5 separate regions of the Mus musculus genome follow, and regions 1, 2, 4 and 5 are each linked to region 3. The links are chromatin contacts, called in public promoter capture Hi-C maps. All regions are on one chromosome and are shown on one strand. Each heading gives the region's core, a stretch centred on a gene start, on an enhancer-like site or on the middle of the called end of the contact. The rest is flanking DNA. Distances are from core to core; before and after follow the strand shown.

Region 1 (2,700 bases), core at 46-2,545, 2.9 Mb before region 3:
ACAATTAGGGCAAAGCACGTACGGCAGAATCATTAGAACCCACAGAAGCCCCGGCCCCAGCGGCGACACCGCGGCGTGGCGATGCCCCCGTGGCTTCGGAAATACCCGCTATCCCTTTAAAAAGTACCCCCCGCAGGCCGGAAGTGACCGCTCGGCGCCACGAGTCGAGCCCCTCGGTGCAGCACGGCCTCGAGCCTCGCGCACGTCCGCGGTCCCGTGGGTTTCCTGCTCTTGCTGCAGTTCTCCGCCGCCAGTCCTCTCCGCGCGGGCAGTTCGGTCACTAAATCTCAGAGACCCGGCGCCTCCCCCAAGCTCCAGCCTACGCCAGGCCTGCTTCCGGGTTCGGCCTGCGCTCCCGGCCCGCTCTAGTGACGCACTTCCGGTGGTGACCAGGCTTGGCTCCGCCCCAAGCTGACACGCGGGCTGATCGGGTTCCCAGCCGTGCACTGTGCTGGGAGGACAGCGAATTCCTGCACCGGGGACCAACTGCTCCGCCACGGCTCGGTCTCTGGGGTTTCTTACCGTCCTGGGCGGAAATGGATAGAATCCGCCAGACCACACGACCCGGGGCCTAACTCTCCAGCCCTGTGACCGCGGCCGTCTGTGTCAAGCTCTCCCTTGGCTCTGCCCAGGGCCCTTGTCGCTTGGCGCTGGGACCTTCAGAAGTTGAAAGGGTTTGCCAGAGGCATCTCAACCACCCTTTCTTAGACTGGCTTTGAAATGGTGTCACCCACCCTCTTGGACTGAATATCTCAGGTCATCTTAGGGTTTCCTCCCGGAATTACTTAGTTTTACACATTCTGGTTCATCCTCTTCTCAAAGGTTGTTTTTTGGATCGAGAAGTTCAGGCAGAAAGCGTTCACTTTCAGTTTTTCCTTGTATCTCTCACGATGCTGTATGACTTGACCTCATAATCTGGTGTCTGGTTAAGTATAAAACTATTCTTTACTTCTCACCCCTCCACAGGGCTGTTTGGATTGTTTCTTTTGTAATAACGTATTATACCGTTTAGAAAACACAGGAAACACAGCTTGGGCGAGTTGGGTGTTTCCTGCTGAAAATTGTGAATATAACGTTTCATGAGAAAAGGAAAAAAAAAAAAGAGCTAATGAGTGGAGCACCCCATCTGAGCTGTGTCCACTTGCCTTGTTCCCTTAAACTAAAACTAATTGCTTCTTGCTAGCACCACCATTGGCTTTTGCAGTCCCCCCAACCCTATTCTGATTTTGTGCTCCTTTCACTGTTTTCTGGCAGTTTTTCTCTGCTTATAAAGATCTTTAAGAAAAAAAGAAAAGAGGAAAAAAAGTTAAAAAAAAAAAGTTTGTTTAAACTCATTCTTTGTATACTCCAAGAAAATTGCAGCTCTTGTTGAAGGCCTTTATCTTTGCACCACTTCCTGTGTTTCTCTGCAATTCATGTGCATTCTTCTGAGGGCTAAGTCAGTTTCTCAACACTTTTACAAACCAAGAATGGATTCCCCCTTGGCCTGGAAGCCATCTCAATAAAATTTTATCATGAAACTATCACTTCTGTCTCCCAGCTTTCTGGAACATTGTCTACCTCAGTGAATACTTGGCTCCAGGCTAAATCTACCCCCAGTAGAGAGATTGGATGTTTGCTTTTTACTTTGAATAGGGAGCAAATTTGTGGGTACTGAAATTGCCTGGTGCATTTAGGATGGCCTCCGTGTAGCTAGTGGTGTCAAGTTCTTTTACTGAAAAACTAGTTCCATTGAGAGTATGTATATAATGGATTCCATCAACTTAGCCTTTGGGCGAGTCACCTCAGCAGATGTCCAGTTACACATATAGCATCCAAGCATAATGCTTATTCAATAGAAAGAGAACTGAAACCTCTCTCAGCAGGCTGATTGGAAAGATACTTGTATTTGTATTTTTCCAGCAATAGTTGAGGCCACACTTAGAGATCTATTGTACAATATAAGATTAAATCAGAGCATTAGATTTCTCTCTAGTTCTTTGAGCCTGCCCTCATGGTTTCTCAAAGACTCTTTAAATGTTTGCCTTACTGAACTTGGATTCTATCACCTGCCCCTCCTCATAGTCTATAAAGTTGAACACTCCCTTTATGCTTTCCAAATCAGTAGTGAGTCTTGGAAAGAAAATACAAAAGTCTCCAGAGCATGGCAAAGCCCACATTGTTATTTGATGTCCAACTGTAGTTGGACAAGTGTATGGCACAGACTGAGAGGCACCAGGGGGAGGAGCTATGGGAAAGGCAATGCTGCCTGGAGTTCATGACTAGAAGAGGGAGAAACTCTTCAGTGCAATTTTGCTTCAGTTGGGAGAGTGTTGGAAGTGTAAAGGTGTGCCTATTCCAGCTGTTGGAGTCAGGGTAGCGTCCTAGGACAGTTTATCCAACGGATCAGCAGGAATAAAGTGAGGGGGGGGAATTATTGGTCTATAGGCAAAAGGATAGCAGTTGAAAAGGTCCAGAGGAATTAAAATGTTCGTGTTCAGGGAACTGCAAATAGGTATCAGAATGGGAGCTGGGGTGATAGGTGCCACTGCCAAGCACACATGAGCAGCCAGTCCCAGATCTGCCTAACTGCAGTGCTACCTGGGTCTCTCTCACGACGTCCACACTCTTTGGTCAAAGTATGTAAAACTACTGAGGTGTGCTAGGCATCCTTGCACCCTCCTGTGCACATAATGACTGAGATGAAGTAAGCTTAACAAG
Region 2 (2,700 bases), core at 166-2,665, 2.6 Mb before region 3:
TGTTCTCAAGTCCTTTTCTTCTCTCTGCTTCAGGAACGTGTCCTGGAATAGCCGAACCTTTGAGTAGGAACCACCCCGACTTCCTACAGTGCTACCTCATCAAGGTGAAATCATGGCAGTCATCTTTGCAAAGACCCAGACAGAAGACACCCGAGACTGATGCGTGGCTCTTCCCTCTGCCCTGATGAGATCACACTAAGTTCATAAAAAGCAGCTAATATACTTTATAGGCTATGAGGTACGTAGAGTATAGGAGCACTCGGGACCTGAGCGTCCTCTGACCCCCTGTTAGATGCTAATTTGGACCAGACATGTCTCCACACTAGAATTCTCCAAGGATTAAAATGTCAAATTACAAAATAATATCAGCAAATAAAGCAAAGTTAGAATGGAAACTAATTACCCACAGATCATGGCAGATAGCTCCTACACCTGTGACACCTCTAGCTTTTCTATTTTTCCCCAGTTGTGAACAGCAAGCACATTGCGTCAAACCACAAAACAGCATTGCCAACTCAGAAAGTATAAAAGATACGAGATATTTTAAAGATGGCACTAATAACCTAAAAATGAAAAAAATTTACGCATGATATTGCAATAGTACAATAGTGCAAACAGGATCAACTACAGGCTTAATAAATTTAAAAGCCTGACTTGCTGAACCCCACAGTATTTTCTTATGGGACAGAAATATTCGAAGATTTTTACCACTTCACATCCATACGATACCTTGTTGTGCTGTTCACGGTGAAAGCCTCATGAAAGGCTTCTGCAGGCTTCGATGGGACTCCAATGCTTCTGCCTGCCCCACCCTGTTTTCCTCTGAGCCATAGTGATGTCATAGCCCCAGCCCAGCAATGATGTCACTGTCCGGGCCCTGTTTCTGGGGACATAATCCTTTATAGCCAGGACAAATGCAATAGCAGTGGAGCCCTTCAAAGGGCCCTGAGTGTCTGATGAATTCCCATCAAATGAGCAACTAGTGGTGAGCCTTCTGAAAGGACGGGGTGCTGAAGGTGAACTTGATTCGTGGCTCTCAGTGGGGAGTTTATACTCCATCATAAAGCTCACACTCAGAGGGGAGTGGAATTCAGAAAAGACTGTGAGGACAGAATTATGAAGGACAACCAGAGTACTCTACTTAAGAAAATTCTCTTCGCTATACTTGAATTCTCACCCGAAAGGAAAGATTTCCCAGGCTACTCTTGGAGTCAACTTTCACTGCCATGGAAATCGCCGATTCCCACCTATCCATTGTAGAATTCCCCTCAGTGTATGGGAATGCCAGGGTGGGAGGACAGGAGTGAGTGGGTAGGTGGGGGAGCACCCTCATAGAGGCAGGGGTCCAAGGTAGGGGATAGGGGGCTCCCTAAGGGGAGACCTGGAAAGGGGCAACCATTTGAAATGTAAATAAAGAAAATATCCAATCCAAAAAAAAAAAAAAAAAAAAAAAAAGATGGCTGTGCATCCTACAAGCGAAGAAAGCACTGATGAGCCAATCCCTCCACACTAGCCTGAAAGGACAGCATCAACAGCTCTCTGAGGTCACAGGTTGTCACCTCACTCCTACCTCAGTGCACCCTTAGTGGCTTGGCCATTGGACTTAGAAACCTTATCATTTATTTGTGATTACTTTATGTGCATTGTTGTTTTGCCTGCATGCGTGTCTCAGTGAAGATGTTGGGTCCTCTGGAACTGGAGGAATGGATGGTTGTGAACTGCCATGTGAGTGCTGGGAATCAAACCAGAGTCTTCTAAAGAGCAGTCAATGCTCTTAAGCACTGAGTCATCTCTTCCAACCCTGCCTTTGGATTTTTAAAAAAGCAACACACACACACACCCCAGATCCAGTCAGAGAAGTAAACCTGAATCTTGTATTTCCACAGAAATCAAAGTTGGCCTTGGTCCAAGGACCCAACGGGGATTGGCGAACGCACTCTCTAAACCATATTTATGCCTAAGGAAATTCTCTAAAAAATTAGATGTAAGTATGTCATTGGGACAATGGCCTTTGCCCCCTAGCTCTACAATCCTCGGCCTAAAGGTGTTTACAAGCGACAGAGGCCACTCTTCTGGTTTCCGATCAAACCTCTCGAAACACATGCTCTGTTTTTGCAAGAACTTGCTGTGCGCGAGATCAGTTCATGCAGTGGCTTGTGCTTCTAATTATCTAGCTTTTTTTCTAGACCATTGGAATAATCATAGTGTAAATAATTCAATACTCACAGCCTTCAGCTTATTCCATCGGGGTTTTGGAAACTAACAAAGGAGAGGCATGCTTCTTCAATTTGGAAATTATTTCCTCTCACGATAACTTTGTTACTCCAAACAAAGGTTTAAAAAGTTGATGCCACAATGACCATGCAATTCAAAGACAGCGGTAAAAGCACTGAGCAGAGTCAATAAGGATCATCAAATCCCTCCTCCTCCTCCTCCTCCTCCTCCTCCTCCTCCTCCTCCTCCTCCTCCTCCTCCTCCTCCTCCTCCTCCTCCTCCGCAGGTTCACTCCTTCAAAGCCCCACTTAACTCTAACGGTGCTGCATTCATGGCCTCCGGATATACGTGGAGTTCCATCATTTTTGATTCATGGGGGCTTTAAAAGGCAGTGTAAGGCGCAAAAAAGAAATTTCTTTTGATCGCCGGATTTGATGAGTCCTTTACTTGGTTAAGTTATGCTACCAAGAGTAACCCCCAGAACAT
Region 3 (2,964 bases), core at 77-2,576:
TTCTGGTATGTGCCAAAGTGCTGAAGCATCCTGGAGTAACCTTGATAATTGGCTTAAAGACGCAAACAAGCATGGAACCCGAGTCCTGTGGATTTCTTTCCAAACTCCCCCATTTAAGACATCCACTATTCTGGTACATTATAGACCTGCCTATGGGGGAAGAGATACTATTTTGGATGCCAGGGTCTTTAACCTTACAAGTTATGCAGAGTCACCTGCCTACTAGGAACAGTTGAATACCTTGCATTTATATCATCCTTTGGAGTCTGCAACAGGGTGTATGGCTTATTGTTTTGTTGTTCTTTTGTATTGACGTTTTTGCAACAGTGATAGATGAAAAGAGTCTTTTCATTCATTCCCATGTGAGCCTCTAGGTTCCATCCCCAGTACCGCCAAGAAAAAAAGAACGATAATTTAGAATAGGCTATAACATTTTTAAAAATCCAATTGGGATTACTTTTGCAAAATAATGTGATTTCTTCAACTGTGCATCCATGGCAAAACAAACGCATGCGCTATGTATTAGTAAACTTAGCTCTAAATACGGCTGAAATTTGGTGAGTAATGTGATCATTCTTCGCAAGCATGCCAGCTCCTATCATGTTTAGAACCCTGTGTTCCGAGGTGCTCAAGTTCACGCAAAGGAATTTGCTAAATAAATCCCTGGCAAGCTTCTGTAGCCGTAAATACTTTCAAGTAGAAATGGCAAAATAACACACCCAAGTCAGTACCTAAACCTTCGGAGTTTAGGTCGCTTGTCATCTGAGTTTTTACCTGCTGGCTTCCCCTAAGGTGCATGTCACTCACTGAATTTTACGAACTGTAAGTCTGAGGAAGACTTTTAAGATCCATTTAAGATAGCTGATTCCTCGGGGCCCCACAGGAAAAGTGCACGCAGAGGTGCGGCCCTGCCAGGGTACGTGGGCTTCCTCCAAAGTGGCGTTCACACCCTAACCCCGCGTGGGCCAGACCGAGACCCCCAGCACCCAAACACCCTAAATTCTGGAAGATGATCACAGGCTATATGCACTTTGAGACACGTTTGGGACGGGCTGCTAAAAAGAAGTGTGTGGTTCTTGGGAACGGTGCACGATGAGGATAAACCACGAGTGAAAGTGCGCCGAGTGGGGAGGGCCGAGGGAACAGGGGTGACGGAGAGCGACCCACACATAACATACACCCCACGGAGCGGAGCGCACGGCTCGGTCCTCCGACCGACAGGGGGCGGGCTCCAGTCCCGCGTGGCGCCGCGCCTGCGCTTCCTGCCCCTCCCGGTCCGGGATGCTGCTACCGCTGCTGCGGAGAAGCTGCTTCCCTTCCTCTACTCCCGGCGGCGGCGGCGGCGGCGGTAGCGCGGAGCGGGTGGAGGGTGCGCGGGGGCCCGGGGCGCGCGGACGGCGGCCCGAGCGCGAGCCGTATGCGTGCATGGATCCCAGCGCCGCGCTGCACCGGCGGCCCGCGGGCGGCAGCCTGGGCGCGGTCTCCCCGGCGCTGTCGGGCGGCCAGGCCCGCCGGAGGAAGCAGCCCCCCAGGCCGGCCGACTTCAAGCTGCAGGTCATCATCATCGGCTCCCGCGGCGTGGGCAAGACCAGCCTGATGGAGCGCTTCACCGACGACACGTTCTGCGAGGCCTGCAAGTCCACCGTGGGTACGCCGGGCCTGTGGCGGGTGGGCCTGGGGGAGGTCGGGGCCCGGTCCCTGTCCCCATGGAAGCTCTGACCCTCTCCCAGGGCCTCAACGAATCATCCTACGGATGCCCGGGCATACCCGCCGTGGGCACATCTGGCATCCGAGCCGCGCACAGCCCAGGTCTCCGTGGAAGCCCGACCCTCTCTTGTGGCCAGACCGAGCTTTTCCGTGGCCTTTCCGCGGGTGTCGGACCCCCGAAGCCCAAACATTCCCTCCCGGAGCCTTCACCAGTCATGAGGTCCGGGTGATGCATCCGCGGAAACTCCCGGTCCGTTACTCCTGCTCACCCAGGAAAACGGCTTTGTGAACCGAAAGTAGAGCTGAAGGCCACCCACCAGTGCAGTGCCCCGGGGTTACTCACCATCTTAAATGGGTCCGGACCTCGCAGCTTTGCAGGCTGGAGGGATGGACCAAGGTTTGCTTTCTCATTTTCTGTCTATTTTCGTGGTTTACAGAAAAGAAGTTTGTTGCAGAGACAGTTCGCGCTAAAGCTACACTCGGGTTTCTTTCTTGTTCTGTGCACAAATGTAGGGCAAAGGGATTTCAGCTGTGTTTATCCTTGACCTCAAATAACCGGGTGGATAGGCGGGCAAAGTAAGGGCGATTTCCCGGCACCCACCCGAGGTCGGTGAATTACCGGGAAATCCATAGGTAACGCTCCTGTTACCTTCCTCGGGATCTGGGTTTGAAACTGCAAGGGAATGTTTTTAGTGACACTGGATTGACAGGGCTTGACATAGAGGTTTGTTGGGGTTATGGGAAACAGTTGTGACCATGGAAAAGCTACCTGGAAAACTCTCATTTGGGGTGGCTTATAGAAAAAGGGGGTGAGCAGGAGGGACTGGACAGAGTGACAAAAAATCTAGCGTTCTCCCTGAATCCTAGCCCCAAGGAGAGGAAGGTGGATCTCTGATTTCGAGGCCAGCCTGGTCTGTCTACACAGTGAGTTCCAGGACAGCCAGGGCTATGCAGAGAGACCCTGTCTCAAAACAAACAAAATCTCAGCTTGGAGGTTTGAAAAGCTAAACACTGGTGCACATATTTTCCGTTGTAACCATTGATGGTTCCCGTTTTGAGATGAGAATTCTGTAGAGAATTTCAGGGACTCTCTTTAGGTCGTAATTGGTAAGTTGCCGGGTAACAAAACTACCACGGTTCTAAGTACTTAGACCGGAAAATTAAACCTCCAGTTTTCACACTGACTTAAATTTCCTTTTTGATTATGCCCCTTCATGCCTTTTTTTTTTTTTTTTTAACAGACCATTTTGGAAATAT
Region 4 (2,956 bases), core at 66-2,565, 2.9 Mb before region 3:
TTTTTATTTTTTTATTTTTTATTTTTGGCAGATGTGAATCATCACTATTTTCCTCCACTGCGATAAACAGGAACTACACAAACTTGAAGGTTAGATGGCAACAACATCTGTTGAAATTCTGAGCTGCTTAAATCCAGACCGCCTGCCCCTCCAGAAGGAGTCTAAGTTCATTACACTGCCTCCACCCCTTCATTCGTAGGAAAATTGAATAGATAACAACATCCCACAACATAGCACTAGACACTGCTCCACCTCGCACCTCTGTAGCTGGGGTGTGTCTCCTCAGAGGAATGGCTCTGAGGACTTAAAGAGGCGGAGTCTAACTCCAAAGAACCTCAGCTCCGCCCCCCAGGAAGCGGTAACATTGCTCACACCACAGGGCGACTGAGTCAGAGGGAGACAAGAGCTGTTCTGACTGAGACCTGCTGCTTTCTGACTCTCTGACCTTGCGCTGACTGACCGACACAGACTGGACCTCCACCTCATTTCCCTTAAGTTATCTGTTTTGGAAGGAGAGCGACATTCCTAGTCTAAGGCAAGGGTTTCCAACCTTCCTAATGCTGTAACCCTTTGTTGCCGTTCCTTATGTGGTGACTCCCAACCATAAAATTATTTTTGTTGCTACTTTATAACTTTATTTTTACTGCTGTTGTGAATAGTAATGTAAATACCATCTGATATGCAACCTCTGTGAAAGTGTCGTTCAACCCAAGGGATCGAGACCCACAGGTTGAGAACCACTGCTCTAAGGCACATGTGCACTTGTGGATCCTGTCTCCTTAGCTAACCTCTCGGGGACTCAGGGACTGTCACTGGTCATTGACAGGTGGAGAGCTTCCTCTTCTTTCAGTGAAAAAATGTAAAAACCAGACCCAATTCTTTCCTTTTAGAAATGCTTTCTTTTTCTTCTCCAATGTCTGTTCCCCTGCCCAGGACATTTTCAAACCTGTTTCTCAAATTAAAGACCCCCAAAGCTGACAGAGTGATGCTATGTGTTTCCTACTACCTGCTGTACACTGCCCCTAAAAAGAAGTACAGCCAAAACAAACAAAAACAAGAAGGGGAACTGCGAGAGGGAGTCAGGGCAGGCAAACTGAAAAAGAAGGTTAGAAAGATGAAAGAGAAAAACCAGAGAGAGAGAGAGAGAGAGAGAAACTTTGGACGTAGAAATGTTAACTATAAACGGGTCCACGCTTCATTCAGCCCACCACACACACACACACACACACACACACACACACACACACACCTAGGTCGAGGCCCTAGCAGAAGCACCTGAACGCGCGTGCGCGTGCACAGAGAGAGAGAGAGAGAGAGAGAGAGAGAAAGAGAGAGAGAGAGGGGGGGGAGAGGGAGAGAGAGAGAGAGAGAGGAGAGAGACTGATAAACCCGCCAACCTCAGATAAATTTGACTCTTCAACTTGTAGCCTCCAATCGCAGCAAAAGGACGAAGGTCCTTCGCCACCTGCCAGCAGAAGACGCTGCAAGCGCCCGCGGCGCCGCAGTAGCCTCTCTCCTGCTGCAGTCCCGACAGAGTTTCAGATCCAAATCCATAGGGCTAGCGCTCCTCTTCCCCTCGCCCCGCTCCCCTGCCTTCGACCTCCTCTGGAGGCCCGGAGGAAGGAAGCAGGGCACTTTGCCACTTCTAAGGAAGGGGAGGAGAGGCGGCGACAGAGACTCCCACAGAAGGAGCCCCAAGCCCTGTATCCTTCTCCCCACTCCCCGCCCGCACACCCGCGCAGGTCCGATGCTGGCGAGTGGGCCACTTGCCAAGGTGTCGGTGCTCACTCCGGGTGCCGGGATTCAGGCGGGACTGTGAGACGGAAAGGTTGGGGTTGCAGATGAGGCGGGTGTGGGAGAGGGGCGACCCGGCGGTCTCCACCCCCCGGGCCACTGCAACTCCAAAGCACGCATAGGGACCCCCGTCGTCTTAAAGGCCTTCCCTCCGGGTGCGTTCGCCTCCCGCCCCGCTCCCCGCCTGGACGTCTGCGGAAAAAGAAGATAAAAGAGTACCTGGAGCGAACACCATGACTTCCTTCAGCCGCTACACCCTTGGGTTTCTAGAGGTGGACAGACAGAGGGCGGGAGCCGACGGGGGACCGGGGAACCGCGGGGCCGGGAGCAGACGGGCGCGCAGGGTGCGGGCGGGACGGTCAGCACCTCGGACAGCTCCCTGCGCGCGGTCCCGGGCCGCGGCTCAGCGCTGGGCGCGCGCTGCCTCCACAATGCACCGCTCCGCCGGCGGGAGGAGGAGAGGCAACCCGGCTCAGCTCCTCCTCGGTCCCCGCGCCAGCTTGGCGATTCACCGCCGAAGGAGCAGGGCGCTTCTACCGCTTCCACCGAAGCAGGAAGGACGGAAGGGGAAGCCAGACAGAAAGGTAATTGCCCGGTTTCCCGGCAGGCGCACAACTAATTGCTTCTAACTACCTGCTGTCACTCACCCCCAGGGATGCCGGGCTGACATTTAAGATGAGTTTGTCCCTTTCCCCACATCGCACTAGACTTTACTCCAGAGGCTGAGTTCTTGGAGTGTGGCTGTCTCTGAACAGAGGGAGGAACCACCAAGTTAACCCGTCTTTGCTGTTCACGACTTCTCTGGCTGCCCCAGGCCTCTCAATGTCAGCAAGAGAGCTAAAAGAGAAAAACAGGATGACCTTGCAATGCATGCATGACAAGGGCGCTGCTCGCGGGTCCTGTTCCCCGTGACCACTGGGTCAACTCCCACATTTGCAGGTTCTCAAGGTCATAGCCTGAGAGGAAACGGTGTTAGTCACTGCAAAAAAAAGTACAGATGAGACATGTCTCGGACAAACTCCAACTTCTGCACGGATGAGGAAAAACATCTCTGACATTGATTACATACTTAAGAGCTTGCCCAGATCTGGTTCAGTTGGTATCTGCGCCCTTTACAGTTGGTTCCACCCTGAACAAGGACTTGCTGGATGCTCACTGCAGG
Region 5 (2,700 bases), core at 135-2,634, 2.2 Mb after region 3:
CAAGACTCTAAAGGAAAATTAGTTAAAATATACATTCTCTTTCAAGAGAGCAAGGACTTGGAGACATGTAAAAGAGTAATTTGGGGGGCGGGTAAAATATATGCTACTGGGGTATTCTGGGAATTAAACTTGGTTTCACAAAATGTCTAGCAATTTCTCGTGTTTTTATGGGAAATGTCGAATCATTTCTTTACATCGATGGTAGAAAAAGTAGTTTCAGTTCACTGGCAGATTTTACAGCTAAAGGACATCACAAGAAGTGGGGCTCTTAATCTGTGTGGGTAGGGAGGCCACGTGATAAATATATCCTGGGCTTTTGAGCTCTGGGTGATGAAGCTGGGGGTGGGGGCGGGGAGTTAAGAGAAGAGAGCTAGGCTGTAATCAGAGAAGCAGGCAGGCTTCAGGATGAGAAAAGGGGACATGTGCATCACTGACATAACGAACTTAAACTGTGACTGGGTTTAAATTAAGCAAGGTGTCCAGGGACTCCAGCTGTTGTATTTATTTTGGTTGCATGAGACGAGAGCTGATAACTCCGAGCCTGACACCCGATATAACTTAGCTGTCAGCTGCTAAACTCTGGTCAGGCCAAATCTACATCTCACCTATAGCTGCTTTATACAAACAGAATCAGAGAGCAGGGCGAGGGTCTGACCAGTGGTGGGCGGGTACCACGCACCACAGAGAACCACAGCAAACAAGCTCTTCGTACGTTTCTTTCCCTCGCTGCTATCAGAATTGCAACTGGTTTCGGATTTTCTTTTCTTGTACTTCAAATTGCAAATACTGGGTAACTTCTCACAGCCTTGGGAACCGAATTCTGCACCTCCATTTTGCTGGGGGGCATGCGGGAATGGAGGGAGAAGTGTAACTGCGCCAGTCCTGCGCTCAGCTCTCCACACCCCCTTCCCTTCGGGAGACCCCGCCCTTTTCTCCCAGCCAAACCACAAAAGGCCTGACAGTGGATCGGGCCTCGGCGCCCCGCCCCCGCCCAAACGTCGCAGTGCTGCAGGGGCGGGCGCAGGGCCAGAGAGGGGGCGGAGCCAAGCGCGTCTCCACTCTCCTCGGCCAATCCGCGAAGGGCCTGGGAGAGAGCTTGCAGGCGCCAGGCAGAGAGACAGCCCCAGTTATTTTCCCTTTTTCTGCCACGTCCAACCATGACGTAGGCCTACTTCTAGGACTGCGATTGGATGCGTGCTTTTCCCCCTGCAGAGGGCCGTGAAGTCTATTGGCTGCGCCCTCAGGGGGCGGGGCTAAAGCGCTCCCTTCCTCCGCCTCCTTCGCAGCGCAAGGGGCGGGACGCGCCGCCGCCGCCGCCGCCGTCACCACCTCTGCTTCCGCCGCCGCCGCCGCCGCCGCCGCTGCAGCCGCTGCGCGTTCGGCGGGGGAGGAGTCGGAGGCGGAGAAGAAGGCGGTGGTGGCGGGTGGAGGATCGAGCGCTGTTCTCGCTCTGGAGCCGCTGCACATCTCGGTGAGGGCAATTTTTATTTTTTTCTCTCTCCATTCTGGCTGATTCTGTCAGAGCGGATCTGGGTGAGGGAGCCGCTGCCCAGGCGCCTCGGCTTCGGGGGTCTCCGAGGAACGGACCGAGCCGTGGCCGGCCATGGTGGGTGGGGTTGGCGACTGAGAGGCCTCCGGCCATCCCGCCCGGGGCCGCGCTCTAGCCCGAGCCGCCGCGCCCGCCGCCCGCTCGCTCCCGCCGGCTGTCTGCTGTCCTTGGTGCCCTGGTCAAGGACCCGGCGCCTTGCCCCTCGCGGCCCGCCAGTGCCGCCCACCCTCAGGCCCGCCGCGGAGGACCGTGGCGCACTAGGCCTGCGGGGCCCCTGCCCGGCCCGGCACGGCACGCCTTCCATCCCTGCCTCCCGGATTTGCGTCCTCCCCGATTGTCACCGAGGCCCAGGCACCCTGTCAGGCAGTGCCAGTGGCCTACCGTCTTCTTGGTCAGCGTTAGGCCCCAGCACGCCTGTCAGAGGCACCTTCAGGGCTCCCCTCCCCGCCCCCACCCGCACCTCCACCCCCACCCCAAGATGCCTCCAGGTTTATCATTTTTTGCGCACATTAAAAATGGTGAGTTGAAAGCTGCCCAGACCAAGTTGAATAAAATAAAACAAAAAAAAAAATTGTATGTCTACATAGACAACTGCTTTGACGATCCTCATTCTGTCAAGTATACGATTCTTTTTTTTTTTTTTAAAGAGGCCTTACTCTATTTTTATCACGAAATATTTGCTATTATTTCTTTTAAGATGGCAGTCATTGCTGAAGACTTAACAGGTCATTTGATGAGTGTATACAGGAACGTAAAAAAATAACAGAAATAAACGTAACATGTTTGTGATTGTCTTCTGGATTTCATGTCTTTTTATATGAAATAATTTTATTCTTCTATTACAGACATGCACCCTCCGTGTAAAATTCAGCAGTATAAAGAGAGAAGTATTAAATAAATACTAATATGTGACTATTTTCATCCTTCAGTGCCCCACCAGTATTTCGGTTTGGTGGTCATCTTTCCAAGTGCTTTCACAAACGCATCTTGAAAGATACACACACATGCAGAGTTGTCTCCTTCAGGGATGGGGGTGAGGGCTATGCTGAGCACATTTGTGTAAAGCTTGCTTCTTCTAATTATATATCTTGGACATAGACTCCCGTTTTATGTAGGCCTCCCTAATACTTTTTCTATCTAAGGGTACATCC

What was found. Promoter capture Hi-C pulls out the DNA fragments that hold promoters and counts their contacts.
Region 1: a contact with region 3 is called in a promoter capture Hi-C map of pre-B cells, with 3 times the contacts expected there. The contact joins the promoter of C030034I22Rik here to the promoter of Rab12 in region 3. A contact is called at or near these places in 5 of 39 promoter capture datasets (the 3T3-L1 cell line, the C10 cell line, hippocampal neurons and 2 more), 1 of 484 Hi-C or Micro-C datasets (CD4 T cells), 4 of 115 datasets of contacts at active chromatin or transcription factors (the SCID.adh cell line, bone marrow-derived dendritic cells, large pre-B cells and 1 more) and 2 of 9 other capture datasets (adipose tissue and liver).
Region 2: a promoter capture Hi-C map of the 3T3-L1 cell line shows a contact between it and region 3, with 4 times the contacts expected there. The contact joins the promoter of Epb41l3 here to the promoter of Rab12 in region 3. A contact is called at or near these places in 2 of 39 promoter capture datasets (the 3T3-L1 cell line and hippocampal neurons) and 1 of 115 datasets of contacts at active chromatin or transcription factors (astrocytes).
Region 4: a contact with region 3 is called in a promoter capture Hi-C map of liver, with 4 times the contacts expected there. The contact joins the promoter of A930029G22Rik here to the promoter of Rab12 in region 3.
Region 5: a promoter capture Hi-C map of pre-B cells shows a contact between it and region 3, with 6 times the contacts expected there. The contact joins the promoter of Pja2 here to the promoter of Rab12 in region 3. A contact is called at or near these places in 1 of 39 promoter capture datasets (pre-B cells), 1 of 484 Hi-C or Micro-C datasets (CD4 T cells), 1 of 115 datasets of contacts at active chromatin or transcription factors (astrocytes) and 1 of 9 other capture datasets (liver).

What each region holds. Positions count from the first base shown.
Region 1 is chr17:69,415,042-69,417,741 of GRCm38.p6, reverse strand. C030034I22Rik (RIKEN cDNA C030034I22 gene) reads right to left here and starts at 1,295. Exons shown (of 1, transcript NR_026848.1): 1 at 1-1,295.
Region 2 is chr17:69,158,071-69,160,770 of GRCm38.p6, reverse strand. Epb41l3 (erythrocyte membrane protein band 4.1 like 3) reads right to left here and starts at 1,415. Exons shown (of 23, transcript NM_001355734.1): 1 at 730-1,415.
Region 3 is chr17:66,518,032-66,520,995 of GRCm38.p6, reverse strand. Rab12 (RAB12, member RAS oncogene family) reads left to right here and starts at 1,326. Exons shown (of 6, transcript NM_024448.2): 1 at 1,326-1,648. The coding sequence starts at 1,426. It overlaps Gm41608 (a long non-coding RNA gene), which reads right to left. Exons shown (of 3, transcript XR_876914.3): 1 at 2,051-2,964.
Region 4 is chr17:69,438,599-69,441,554 of GRCm38.p6, reverse strand. A930029G22Rik (a long non-coding RNA gene) reads left to right here and starts at 1,315. Exons shown (of 2, transcript XR_003952217.1): 1 at 1,315-2,378. Akain1 (A kinase (PRKA) anchor inhibitor 1) reads right to left here and starts at 2,229. Exons shown (of 2, transcript NM_001145192.1): 1 at 2,014-2,229. The coding sequence starts at 2,029.
Region 5 is chr17:64,330,567-64,333,266 of GRCm38.p6, reverse strand. Pja2 (praja ring finger ubiquitin ligase 2) reads left to right here and starts at 1,384. Exons shown (of 10, transcript NM_001025309.1): 1 at 1,384-1,471.